Linked DNA regions of Mus musculus: regions 1, 2 and 4 are each linked to region 3. The links are chromatin contacts, called in public Hi-C and HiCAR-type maps. All regions are on one chromosome and are shown on one strand. The core of a region is the stretch at or near the end of the contact, and the rest is flanking DNA. Distances in the headings are between cores, read along the strand shown. Region 1 has its middle 8.7 kb from the start of Gm30373. Region 2 has its middle 28 kb from the start of Gm36855. Region 3 overlaps Nectin1 (nectin cell adhesion molecule 1). Region 4 has its middle 23 kb from the start of Gm29909.

Region 1 (3,276 bases), core at 634-3,133, 180 kb before region 3:
TCCCTACCCTGCTCTCTGGTGTCTGTGTCCCTAAGCTGGGGTCATGTCTGTTCCCCTCCAGTTGGAACTGGTTTTTGAGAATGCAGGCTTAGCTGCTCTCTCCAGAATGAGTCAGGAGCTCCTGGAGGGACGAGGGCTCAATTCCCAGCTCTTGCTGACCTCAGAGAGGGTGCACAAGGGCAGAGGAACTGGCTCAGCCGGGGACTGGGACAAGAGATTTTCCAAATCATGTTTATGGGGTGGGTGGAGACATCAGGAGTCATGGGAGAGGAATGAGCAAACTAGATGTGGCCTGCCTGGCACTGTGCCTGTCCCCCTCCTCCTCTGGGGAGGGCCCAGCATGTGCTACCCACTGCGAGGGGTTGAGCACGGCTGCTTGAGTTGAGCTCCCTATCTACTTAATTGTCATCTGGGTCTGCTGTGCCTCAGGGCCTTTGCACAAACCCCTTTCTGACAGTTTCTATCTGATGCTTTACCTTTGAAATCATCTCTTCTGTGAAGCCTTTCCTGATTTACAGTATCTGAGATGAGCAGTGCTGTACACCTGGCTAATAGCTCTTCTTCCCTACTGTGTGTCAAATGCTGTATTATCAAAGTCTGTCCCTTCTTGGCCCTCAATAAATACTTCTAAGAGGATGTCCTAGAGTCTCTCCTAGTCCTACCAGAGGTTACCCCTTCCTGACTCCTCCTTTCCCTCTCTGCATATATATATGTGTGTGTGTATGTACATTTTTGTATATATGTACATATATGTATATCTAAATATATGTATATTTGCACATATACACATATACATATATGTATTGTATATATTTGCACATATATGTATATATGTACATGAACATGCATTAATGCATATGTACACAGGGTGGATGATGCTTTTACAGCTGTGGCATCTGGTCCACGAGCTGCTCATTTGCATCATGTAATAAGGCTTATGTCTAAGTTCATTACAACTGTATTAGGAGGGAAAATTCAGTTCTTCAGTCCCAATAGACACACTTCAGATGCTCAGCATCCATGTGGGCTAGAGATGGTGGGGCCCAGGGGACAGCACAGACACAGAACACTGGTGTCACCCCAGGAAGTTCCATTAGTCAGCACTGTCAAAGAACAAGCTTTGGAAAACATCCTACTCCTGGATTCTTTCCCACTGTGACGAGAAGGAGGAGGAGGAGGAGGAGGAGGAAGAAAAAGAGGAGGAGGAGATCTCCATGTGTCCAGCTCAGGATCTGAGGGATGGGGCATCTGATAACATGCATTGTTGGATGGCTCGATGTATGGTATGTACATGTAGATATGGGTGGATATACATATATATGGTTATATGTATGTATATATGTGTATATAAATGTACAGATGTATGTATATATGTACCCATGTATGAATACTCGTTCCTGATTTCCTGTATTCCTGAAACTCCTATCCATAGATGCCCCAGGTTGGAGCAGCAAGCAGTGTTGCTTCCTAGCTAGTTAGTTTTGTCATTTGTACACAAATTAGAGTCACCCGGGAAGAGGGTAGCTCACCTGAAGAACTGCCTCCATTGGATTGTCCTGCGGGGTGTCTGTTAGGCATTTTCTTAATTTCTAATGGTTACAGGAGGGCCTAGTCCACTGTGAGTGGTCCTTCCCTAGGCTGCTGCTAGGCATGGGCTGTATAGGCCATCACCCCTCTAGATGCTGGCCATCATCCCTCTAGATGCTTGCCATCTGAGGCAGTCTGGAGATGAGAGCAGTGAGTTGGCCCTGCTCCTTGCCAGCTACAGCACTTGGGAGAGTGGCCCTGCCTCTCCACTGGGCTGACTCTGGAGGCAGGGTGTGGGTGAGCTAGCCCGGAGAGCATGAGAGTGGGAGAGCTGAGTCTGCTTCCTACCAATGGCCATGTGGCCCAGCCAGAGCAGTGCTGGGGAACCCTCCCTGGTGGGTGGTGCAGATAAGGGAGAGCTGGTATGCTAACCAGCTTAACTCCCACCCAGGCCCAGATCCAAAATCTACATCATCTGTGAACTGCTGGGGCATGTGGAAGGGCCAGTCCTGCTGATCCAAGGGTGCAGCATCTCCATGACACTGGGCAACAACAGGACGACTGGGAGGAGTCACGGTGAGGGTCTAGTACTGATGGTGTTTCAGAAGCCTCGAACCAGACCAATGACTCATTGCGAGGAGCATTTGCAAGTGAAGATGTGTGGACAGAAGAGTATACTATGGGACACACTGACACACTACAGCTTCCAGGATAAGATGTTTTCTATGCTTTTTTTGGTTAATTTTTTGCTTGTCTGTTTGTGTGGTTTTTATTTGGGGGGGGGTAGGTTTTGAGGGCAGAGGGTGGATGCAAGGGGGAGATGAGTGGGACTGGGGTAGATGATGTGAAAAAGAATCAATAAGCCGGGCGTGGTGGCGCACGCCTTTAATCCCAGCACTTGGGAGGCAGAGGCAGGCGGACTTCTGAGTTCGAGGCCAGCCTGGTCTACAGAGTGAGTTCCAGGACAGCCAGGCTACACAGAGAAACCCTGTCTCGAAAAACAAAAACAAACAAACAAACAAACAAAGAATCAATAAAAAGTTAAAAAAAAAATACAAAGTGAGTTCCAGGACAGCCAGGGCTATAGAGAAACCCTGTCTCAAAAAACCAAAAAAAAAAAAAAAAAAAAAAAAAAAAAAAGTTAAAAAAATAATACACTGGTAAAAGCTATAGAGGAAGATTAAAAAAGAAAGGAAGGAAGAAAGAAAGAGAAAGAAAGAGTGAAAGAGAAAAAGAAGGAAAGGCAGCCCAGCAAGCCAGGGGAGAGAGCCAACAGGCATCCTTGCTCCAGGACTTTACGCAGTTCTGTCTCGGTTTCCCTCTGTAGCTTGCTTTCGGTTAGTGCTTTTTGCAGCAGCAGAGAAGCAAGCTGAACAGCCAGCAAGCTGGCAGGCGAGTGAGTGCCCTTTGCTCTCTACAGGCACTCCTGCTTCTGCAAATGAGCAGAGGGCTGTTCATGGCCTTTGTTTGAAATGTTTGACTTAGGGTGGCGGTCAGGGCACGTGGGGGATGTAAGTGCTTACCGGTCCCTGCTGTTAATGACAGCAGGGCAGCACAGGAGACTCCAAGCTGAGCAGTATCACAGGATGGAGGTAGCCAAGGTGGCTGGCATCAAGGAGCTTTCTCTACAGACCTGAACCCGAGAGGCACTGAGATGCCTGGAGAAGGATGGGGTAGCCTCGAGGCCAGAATCCAGTCCAGGTCAGGGAAGAAAGGAGCTGAGGCAGGCCTAGGGGAATCCCTAGCCCT
Region 2 (3,112 bases), core at 73-2,572, 250 kb after region 3:
AAGTTCCTAGAGGAGCATTGAACAGGATGGACAGATGGGCCGGGGGCAAGGGCTCAGAGGGGGAGGCATAAGGCTAGCCCTCGGGACTCCAGCTTGAGAGGAGTGGCTGGTGGAGAGCTGAGGAACCCCACTTTAGCTGGCTCAGGTTTGAACCCCTTCTGCCCAGGATCTGATTCCCAACATAGTTATGCAGGCCAGCATGCTCCTGCACTCAGAGCTATCCAGGCTAACGTCCCTACAACCATGGTGAGGACTGGTCCACCACACTAAGACTCACGTAAGTCTCCTACTCAGCTCAACTTCCACCAGCAGGCCTGGAAGCTGCAACGGAGTTTCAAGAAAACCTCATTTTCCTCTTGGAAAGCAGCCTTTGCAAACAGAGCAGTGCTTAACGGAGAAGATATTTAGATCTGTGTATCACTTGTAAGGTGCGTAGCTCCCCGTGGTGACATTTTAATGGCCAGGGGCATGGGGAGGAAGGTAAATATTCTTTACCTTTGTTGCAGCCCGGGAATTCTCCTCATTTGTCAGCTATGATTAGCTGCTACCCTTCTGGTCCCATTGTTATTCAGGTCCCTGCTTGTCACAGTCACACCCCTTCGGATGCTCATGTCTTGCTTTCTCTCCAGCTCTCTCTCCCTCTGGTGGCACCCTGACTGGCTAGTAATTTATGTATGACAATATGAGACTAATTCGGTTATTATGTCAAAGGGAAATTGAATCTGGGGTTTTAGTGCCGCATCTGGGAGAAATCTTCCAATGAATCTAGAGTGGAGAAAAAAAGCCTCAGACTTCGATTCATCCGCTTGTCACCCTGTCGGCAAGATTAAGTCATTATAGAGGGCTAAGCTGGGCCAGAAATGGGACTGTAGAGGAAGGAGATAAAGGGAATGAGAAAGGGATGGGAGCAGGAACAGAGGGAAGAGAACCAGGGCAAGACTGGATCCGTGATGGGGAGCCTGGCAGGATGAAGGGCTCTGTGCCACTCTGCTCCTGGGACTCTCATGTTTATCCACAAGGCGGTCTGAGCAGTGTGACAGCTAAGGGACAGATGGACAGGGAGGAAGTTCAGTGGGAGGACATTTATGCAAACAGTAGCATGTCTCTGCTCCTGGGTGTCTTAAACACTGTGTGAGTTAAATCTGGCTTCCCAGTCCAACGTGGGATTGGAGGATTCTGTTGGCTGCCAAGTGAAACCGTGATATCTTTTCTTGGTAACTGGGCTTGGGCAAGGGGCTCTCAGGCTTCATACAGCAGCTGTGCTTAGGGTCATAAAGTCTGGAAAAGTCCTGGTGTAGGAGGAAACACCCTAATCTAAAAATTACCGCTGGCATTTACTCTGGTCAGGAAAGATGAGAGGGATTGCCTAAGTTGGTAGGAATGGAATAGGAGAGGACTTGACTCTCACGGTCTCTTAAAATATTTTATTAGACTGTTCTTTCCTTCAAGACACCCCAAATCTGCTTAATATGCCCAGTTCTTAATCGGACGAATCAATGATAGTTGTGTTCCATCCTCCTGCTCTGTGAAACAGGCTTCCTTCCCCCACCCCCTTATCCTCACAGGTCTCTCATTCTTGACACACACATTCTCCAAGACCCTTTCTTATCTGTGGGACCTTCCTTCCCCACAGGAAAGGCAGTGGGGGTTGGCAAGAGCGTTGCTGCATTTCTACCAAGACTTGGAGCTGCCCTATTAGTTTCTTTTTGGTCATTTTGGTGCCTGGCTTTGAGTGTTTTTCTGAACCCCAGTTTTTGCTTCTCATAAACTAGGACCACCCACTCACATGGGGAAACTGAATCGCATGGTTACCATAACTACAAGTTTCCCTTCCAGCCACAGGGGCATCATTCTTGCTTCCAAGAAACCATTAGCCGAGATCCTTCCTGCCCTGTGAGAAGATGATGAGGGTCATTTTGGCCATGCCCCTGCATCCAGGCAATATTCCAAGCACAGGAACAGAACAGGAACGAATTGAGCCTCTCTCTACCAATTTTCCTCCTCTTTCCTGGTTTCCCACAAAAAAATGAAACAACAACAACAACAACAAAAAAACTTCTTCTTCTTCTTTTTTTTTTTTTTTTTTTTTTTTTTAGAAAAAGGAGGACGTTCAAATGGGAACGAAAGAGTTCAAAATAACCCTCGGTTCTTAAATCACGTCAATTTGATTGTTTCTTCCAACACCCACACATCAGCTTTGACCAGACATCCACCTACCAGTACTTATGCAAAGATACTGGCAGCTGATGATAATCCAAGCAGCAGCATCTCAGCTCTCCAAGTGGCTTTGTTACCAACCCCTCTCTGCTCCTTGTGTCCCTGGAGTTGGCTCCTGTTTGAGGAGGGTCCTAATGCCCTCAGAAGGGGCATCAGCTGCTACCGCTCAGCACCTTCACCCCCCCTTACAAGCAAGACAGTGCACACATCTGTCCCACACCCCACCACAGCGGTTAATATTGTGGTGGTTTTGCTCATTTTGGATTGCGTCATCTCAAGGGTGATTATTAATAGATATTCAGAGTCCTGGGTCAGTGATGATAGACAGAGGATCTGGAAAAAGCCAAAGAACAGGGAGCCTTGCTAAGGGGAAGAGAAGGCATCTGTGTGAAGTCTAGGTACACTGTGCTGTACTAATGGTGGGGAAGAAAGTCACAACAGGAGAGAGACCTGCTCTGCAGGCTGCCAGCAGAGTGGACATGGCCAAGCCCCTGAAGAACAACTGACAACCTGCAGGGTTGTGAGGTAAGGAATTGCCTCACCTAATTCAGGTAAGCTGTGGGTTGCCAACTCGCCAAGGGAAAATAGGCCCCAGAAACCCTGCTGATTACAGTCACAACATTTGTTCCCAGGCACTGTGGGATCCCCACGTTATCAGGGTCATTATCAGGGGTCATTTCATTCATCCACCTGCCTCTGAGCACAGTTGCAGATAAAGAAGTCTGAAGAGCCAGTTTCAAGGGACAAGTGCTCTTTCTTCTAGAGTTCTCTGCACAAGAACAAGGACCATTTCCTACAGTCAAATGCTACAGTGCTGGCAGCCCCGGCCCCAGCCCCTGCTCTGGAAACCCTCCCTAGAGTGTCGTCCTGCAGATTAACCAGAAGAGCCCGGTCA
Region 3 (3,164 bases), core at 49-2,548:
TTCTGGGTGAGGAAAAGAGATGGAGGGGGTTGTGTCAGTGTCTGCTCTTCAGAAGTCAGCGGGGGTGTAGGGAGGCAGGGGAGGGAAAAGCCCAGGACAGGATGTCCACACCCCGAGTTTGAGCAGTTCTGATTCCAGAGGCCCCTTAGCACCCCACCTTCCTGAGGTCAGCTGCAGCACTGGGAGCCAGGCAGGCGAGAGGAGCAGAGGCAGCTGATGTACCCAGAGCGCCCAGCCTTCCATCCTGACCATCCCTGGAGGTGGCATTAGTTCTGTCCTATCCCACCTTGGTGCAGAGGCACATCTACATGCACCCAACTGTGTGTCCCTCACGGTCACTACCCTCCAAGGAGGTCTGCTGTTCATTTCTATTCAATGCAGGAGATGGCTAGCGAGGTTAACTTACCCAAAGGCCCAATTAGAAATCATCCTGCCTTTTTTTTTTTTTTTTTCATATCAACCCTATGCAAGTGCCACCAGTGTCCCTTTGCCTGACATGTAGAAGTGACTGACCCAACACCAGGAACCTAGTAGGTAATCCAGACTAATTCCTTTTGTCTTCAGGACAGATAGAAAGTAGATTCCCAAGTTTTGGCTCAGCCGACGTCCTGTGAGTGCCAACTGCCTATCAGTGTGCTACAAACAAGCGCTGTGACTTTTTGGTTGTGGTATGGCCCTGCAGGGCAAGGTAGAGACCTGTTGGGATTGCTAGCTTGGGCTACAGGGTTGAAACACCCAAAGTGACAGATGGTAGGCACAGAGCAGGGACAGGCAGAAAGGGGATACAGAGGACTACATGTGTATCACACATCAGGAGCATACATATGTGAGAGCATGTTCCATGTCCCACAGGTTTTGCCAGGCACAAATGTATGCGGAAGGATATGCAGATAGTGTGGACGGTCTGAGCCAGGCATAATGGCTCATACTTGTAACTTCAGGATGTGAGAGACTAAGATAGGGGGGTTGCAATAAGTTCAAGGGAAGTCTGGGCTATAGATCAAGACTGTCTAAAAAAAAAAAAAAGAAAAAAATATAAAGGAAAAATGAAAAGTCAATAATGCAGAGTGGAAATTAAAAGGCAATAAAGGCAGGAAAAGACAAAAAGACCAGAAGAAGATGGAAGGGGGAGGTGGATGGTGGCCTTCTTTTCTACCCTGTTGTCTCTTTTTTCCACCCCCTCTGAGGCCTGGGAGGTGGATGAGTGAATATGAAGTCAGTCCAGGCCAGCCCAGGCCAGAGGCCAAGAGGTCCTAGGGCAGGACACAGGGAGACGGTTCCCAGCACCACCACAGGGTGGCACCGGAGACCATGACTGGCCTCAGGAAGGCGCTGGGGTGTAGACCCAGGGCAAGCATGGAAGGAAGGCTGCTGTCCAGGCCTCTTCCCGGTCTGGCCCAGGAGGGCCAGGGTCAAGGAACTGTCTGGGCCCATGTGTCTGCTCCTGGGAGCCTGCTGCAGCCAGCTCACTCCCTGATTCAGCATCACTCACTCCATTGGAATCACACGCCTCCCATGGGCCCCATGTGAGTGTGTGGGGTGCTACTGGCAAGCAGGCAGGAGCAGGGCGGAGGTCCTGGATGGGGGAAGAGGTTTTCATGTTGCTCAGGCTGGGAGGGCTAGTGAAAACACAGGAGCCTCAAAAGGGGACAGGGTCCGGGACACTTGCCTGAGGTCACATGGCTGAGCTGTGGCCGCCCAGAAGCTCCTGAGCCTGGAGCTGTCTGAGAGAAGCACAAGCCCAGAGGATTTGGGTCCCCACTAGTCACCACTGTGTCCTCAGTGCAGGTCACAGAGTTTACTGAGAGAGTTTAAGTGTTTACTGAGAGCTGTTTTGACTGCTTCTCTTGCAACCCTCTCTGGGAGCTCATCATGGTTTACTGGGTCCCACTGTCCTTAGAAAGGAAATCTGTGTTCTCAGCCTGCCTCCCCAGCTCCAGGCCTCAGATAAAGTCCTCCTCTCCATCTGCCTCCGTGTCTTTCTTTGCTTGGTTGGTTTGAAACAAGGTCTCATTAACCCATGTTGGCTTTGAACTTATGACCTTCCTAGCTCAGCCTCCTGAGCGTTGAGGTTCTGAGCCACACTCCTGGCCAATCTTCACCTGTCTACTTCCTTATTCAGTTAGCAAATATCCACCGACTATTTTTTCTCTCTAGTCATAGCATTGCTATAGAGCCAAAGGAATGCCTGGGATCACTGCAGCAAGCAGACATGGAAGGAGCTGACAGTGAAGTGCTCAGGGAATAAGAGAATAAGAACATTGAGGCACGCAATTCACAAAGGTTTCTTGGAGGCTAGACTTTGTCCAGCCTTGAAGGATGATGGTGTGGGCTCAGAGAGGCTAAGACAATAATCGAGGCATCTAGATGGAAGGACCAGCCTGCTGCATCTGAACTGCTATGCTCCCCTCGCCTGCAGAGGTGAGGAGCCCTGAGTCCTTGGCTTTTCCTTTCAATGCTCTGTAACCACCTGCACTGTGAGCTTTCTCCGCTGTCCCTGCGGAGGCTTTATCTTTGGACCTACGGGCCTTGCTGTCTCTGCTCAGGACAGAACTCAGCTCCATTCTGTGACTCAACTGAGATCCTCCTGGCTTCTCAAGCCACCTCAAGTACACAGCTCCCACTCAGCCACAGAACTGTTATCTCTGAAGGTGTCTGGGATAGTTTTCCAAACTGTACTTCCTGGAACCTTGAGCCGTTACTCAGAGGTCAGCAAAAACAGCTGGACAAACACTTTGAGAAACATTGGCTTAGATGACACACTGGAGCCCTTCACCTTCCCCCATACCCTGGAGTATGACATACACACACAGGATGGAGGGTTTCCCAGCTTCCAGAAGACAGGACCATCCCGGAGAACTAACAGTTAGATTATAGAGTCAAGAAACCTCTGGGACTGCCAACTCAAAATTCCCACCTGTTCTAACATGGCTAGCTGTCCTTTCTCATTCTCTCTATTTACCGGGCTTCCCCTGGGCTCCCACGACCACCACCATTTGTTCACTCTGAGTTCCTCTCTGGGTTTTGTTGTGGTAGAACATTTGTGGGCCTCTCACCTTTACTGAGTCTCTACTCTTGGTTGCCCCACCCAGTCAGCAGATTAATTCCCATTGGAAAGACATGACCACTCTGTCTCAAAGACCAGCAGTGAGTCCCCATTGCCT
Region 4 (3,487 bases), core at 80-2,579, 220 kb after region 3:
AGGGGCTGACCCTAGCCTGGTCTAATCCACAAGCTCCAGGCCAAAGAGAGGCCTTATGTCAACAAGCAATGTGAATAGATCCTGGAAAACAGCACCTGAAGTTGTCCTCTGGTCTCCAAACACATGCAGACACAGGTGCCCTGCACACACCTGAGCATACACACAAGGACTGGGTTCTGTGTGTCTGTCAAGATGCTGTCCTTGTGTGAAGATCGGGGAGGTTTCACAGGGACTCTTGGCATTTGTGAACATTCACGCCTGGTTCTTAGTCCTCAGTCCTCTCACTAATGCCCTTCATCTCTGTCTCCATCCTTACTTCTCTGCTTATGCCTCTTAGATGTGTTCATTATTATTTCATACCCTGAGACTTAATTAATACTTTCCCCCCTTTATCTTATGTTCTTATCTGCAGAAAAAAAGTTTTTTTTTTTTTTTGCTTATTTCCCTAAACTAAATTCAGATGTCCCTTTCTCTGGTGGATTTTCTTACTGTCTCCCACACTGTCCCTCCTCCTCTTGTTCTATACAGTGTAGGAAGGTAGTACTTAAGCTAGCTAGCCTGTGAAGGAGCCAGGCTCAGTCTTCACTGGGCCACTAGGGACTGACTGCCACAGCACTTAGCACACAGCAGGTGCCTACTGAATGGGTGACGTCATGGATGACTATTGCTTTTACAGTTGGTCACTCTAGGAAGAGGAAATGCTTTGGTTCACTGTTTCCAAGTCTCACACCATGGTCTATTATCATAGAACGTATACCTTAAGTTCTTGGGGGGTCTGGTCCATGTAGGGTGTAGGGCACGTTGTAGCAGGGATACAGGGAAGTGGAGACTATTTTACCTTATACCCGGGAATCTGAAAAAAGAGAAAGGGAAGAGACATGTCATAATCCCTCCAGAGAGTACTCCTAATGACCTCAAGCTTCCCGTTAGGCCCTACCCCTAAAAGGCTCCAGCACTGCTTAGGAGTACCAGGCTGGGACCCTGGAGGGGAACTTCTCAGAGCAGACCACAGCATCCCACGCCCCAGGTTTGGGGAACAGCGTGGATGCTGTCCAGCCTGTCCCCTCCCCTACGTTTACTCAGAGTTGTCACACCATGGGTCCTGGTTTTCTCCTGAAAATTGTGGTCAGTGCAGAAAGAGTACAGTAGCTAACGGTGTCAGGTGTTTGGACCCCTAGGGAAAGCAGTAATAAGGCTCTGAGGGTTTCTGAAAATGTCTGAAATAGCCCTGAGGAAATTGTACTGTCATCTGCGCCCAGGCTACACCGCTGAACTAAAGCACCGTCTTTCTCTGCTTTTAAGCTAGGATCGTGTCAGCTCAGCAGCGTGCCAGCGGTGGTTAGCTCACTGGTTGGGAGCTAAGATTGGCTGTGGATGAGATCATAGGAGTCCCCAGGGGTTGTGGAAGGAAAAACAATACCAGGGATCCTGGGAAGTTAAGAGCTTGCAACCCCATCCTCCAGTGGGAAAGAACACTAGGTTTGAATTTAGGGGATGAGAGAGGCAGCATGGTTGTAGCTCAGCAAGCCACCAGGTTGGTGGCTCTGGGTCCCAGAGGCCCCTCCTGGAAGGTGACAACCACCATTATCTTCCCTAAGGATCACATGTAGCAAAGGTTTTTCTCTTGGGGCTAGGGAGGTGGCTCAGCTGGTAAAAGCATTAGTTGCACAAGTCTAAGGATCTGAGTTCAAATCCCGAGCATCCACATTAGAAGTTAAGTGTGGCCCAGTGAGCGGAACTGTTACCCAGGTGTTGTGAGGGGCAGAGTCAGGATGGCTGGGGCTTGCTGCCTGCCAGCTTAGTTTCAAGTGTGCTGTCTCAAGAAAATAAGGTAGGGAGTAATAAGTCAAGACACCAGATGTCCTCCTATGTGTGTGCACAGAGACATACCTTCACATCACACACATACATACCCCCACACTCACACATGCACATGAGTACTTGCACACACACATGTGCTCACTCTCTCTCACACAAACATACACATGTGCACATACACACACACATCCCCACACATAGTCATGTGCACTTGCACTTACACTCACACACATATACATGTGCACATGCACGCGCGCGCACACACACACACACACACACACACACACACACACACACACATCCCACCCCACATGCACACATGAATACACATACAGAATACGTTTCCCAGAGGGTAAAATGTCAAGTTAGGAGCAGATATCCATCTAGTGTGGAAAGTCACCATAAACAGACGGCGCAGCCAGAAGTGGAAAGAGAGAGTGCATTCAGGGACGCGGAGGCTGCCCTCTGTGGTTAGAGTCTGGGAAAAAAGTAGTAGGTTTGGAGTGCTGGGCATAGAGATAAAGGCAGGCAGGTCCCCTGATGGCCAGAGGCTGAGCAATATAAACTGTGCTTCCCAAACGTACAAGACATGGGCAGAGGAATCAGGAGCTCAGGGCTGGGCTACATAATGAAAAAAGTAAAGGGGGTGAGGGACAAACCCCAAATCACTGTTGATACTCACAAGGAAGGAAGAGACTGGATCTCAGCGCTAGGACCCCCACCAGAGTCTACCCCCGATCTCTTCCAGGGATTGTAGCCTTCAGCCTGAGTTCTGAAGGATGCCTTTGGGGCAGCTTCCTTCCTGTGGAGCTCCCTGGAATTCAAGGTGAGACCAAGTTCTTACTAGGACAATGCCCACAGCGACTGACTGTGTCACTGGATCCAGATTGGGCCATCCTGATGATGAAGAGGAAGGCTGAACTGCATGGAAGCCCCCCAAGTGAATGGGGATCAAGACTAAGCACAGGATGGCAGCTCAGTGCCACCATTTCTGCCACTGACTGTCCTCTGTCATGACTTCTGTTGAAACACTGTGTCTCCGTGTCAGTCAGCTTTCTGTTGCTATGACAAAGACCCAAGACCTCTTTAAAGGAGGGCAGAGTTATTTTGGCTCACGATTTCAAAGATTTGTCTCTGGTCACTTGGAGTTGTCACCTTGGACTTATAATGAAACAACTGGTCATGGTGGGAGCACAGGGCACACCTCATGGTGGTGGAGAGAAACAAGATAAAGGCTGGATGGAGCTGGGTCCCAGCATCCCCTTTGAGAGATGTATCCAGTGACTACCCTCCAGGAGACTCAGCCTTCTGTGAGTCCCTGCTGAGTTCAGCCACTGCTGATCAAATAGGATTGGTTCCTGTTTGTATTGTTTGGTGTCCTTAGTCATTGAGTTTTTTTTTTTTCCTTTGCTTGTCTCCTCTGCTAGCCTGGTAAGGTAACTCTGCACAACTATCTCCAGCCCTGTGGCTGAACCTGACAGCCCCCACAGGCAGGGGATATGCCCTTTATCCAGGAAGCCCCAAGTGCAATCCATAGCCGTAGCTGATGTCCAATCTGACCCTGGTCTGCTATTTGTACCAGCAAGTGTCTCCCTGTCTCCCTTCATGTCCTCTCAGTTTCAATGGTGATAAAGGTGACAGAGATCAGGGCAGCCTGTTATGGGTCAGG

Evidence for each region. A called contact is a pair of places that touch in the nucleus more often than the background predicts. HiCAR-type assays count read pairs that join an accessible place to other places.
Region 1: a Hi-C map of adipose-derived mesenchymal stem cells shows a contact between it and region 3, with 2.5 times the contacts expected there. The contact joins two enhancer-like sites. A contact is called at or near these places in 1 of 15 datasets of contacts at CTCF or cohesin (the NIH/3T3 cell line) and 16 of 484 Hi-C or Micro-C datasets (the C2C12 cell line, adipose-derived mesenchymal stem cells, cortical neurons and 8 more).
Region 2: a contact with region 3 is called in a Hi-C map of muscle stem cells, with 3 times the contacts expected there. The contact joins two enhancer-like sites. A contact is called at or near these places in 2 of 15 datasets of contacts at CTCF or cohesin (embryonic stem cells and pro-B cells), 27 of 484 Hi-C or Micro-C datasets (the 63-12 cell line, the AML12 cell line, B cells and 16 more) and 2 of 9 other capture datasets (adipose tissue and embryonic stem cells).
Region 4: a contact with region 3 is called in a HiCAR-type map of fibro-adipogenic progenitors, with 4 times the contacts expected there. The contact joins two enhancer-like sites. A contact is called at or near these places in 1 of 15 datasets of contacts at CTCF or cohesin (embryonic stem cells), 5 of 484 Hi-C or Micro-C datasets (embryonic fibroblasts and embryonic stem cells), 1 of 115 datasets of contacts at active chromatin or transcription factors (fibro-adipogenic progenitors) and 2 of 9 other capture datasets (adipose tissue and embryonic stem cells).

What each region holds. Positions count from the first base shown.
Region 1 is chr9:43,981,273-43,984,548 of GRCm38.p6, reverse strand. No RefSeq gene overlaps it. Among named protein-coding and RNA genes, the nearest start is that of Gm30373, 8.7 kb to the right of the region's middle. Within about 2 kb of position 1,883, at least 36 of the 459 cell types and tissues checked have an H3K27ac peak or open chromatin away from gene starts, as enhancers often do. A contact at or near this core is called in adipose-derived mesenchymal stem cells and muscle stem cells, where this site is marked.
Region 2 is chr9:43,547,036-43,550,147 of GRCm38.p6, reverse strand. No RefSeq gene overlaps it. Among named protein-coding and RNA genes, the nearest start is that of Gm36855, 28 kb to the right of the region's middle. Within about 2 kb of position 1,322, at least 8 of the 459 cell types and tissues checked have an H3K27ac peak or open chromatin away from gene starts, as enhancers often do. A contact at or near this core is called in muscle stem cells, where this site is marked.
Region 3 is chr9:43,800,310-43,803,473 of GRCm38.p6, reverse strand. Nectin1 (nectin cell adhesion molecule 1) reads right to left here. Exons shown (of 6, transcript NM_021424.3): 6 at 1-2. Among named protein-coding and RNA genes, the nearest start is that of Gm46108, 11 kb to the right of the region's middle. Within about 2 kb of position 1,298, at least 58 of the 459 cell types and tissues checked have an H3K27ac peak or open chromatin away from gene starts, as enhancers often do. A contact at or near this core is called in adipose-derived mesenchymal stem cells, fibro-adipogenic progenitors and muscle stem cells, where this site is marked.
Region 4 is chr9:43,583,688-43,587,174 of GRCm38.p6, reverse strand. No RefSeq gene overlaps it. Among named protein-coding and RNA genes, the nearest start is that of Gm29909, 23 kb to the left of the region's middle. Within about 2 kb of position 1,329, at least 16 of the 459 cell types and tissues checked have an H3K27ac peak or open chromatin away from gene starts, as enhancers often do. A contact at or near this core is called in fibro-adipogenic progenitors, where this site is marked.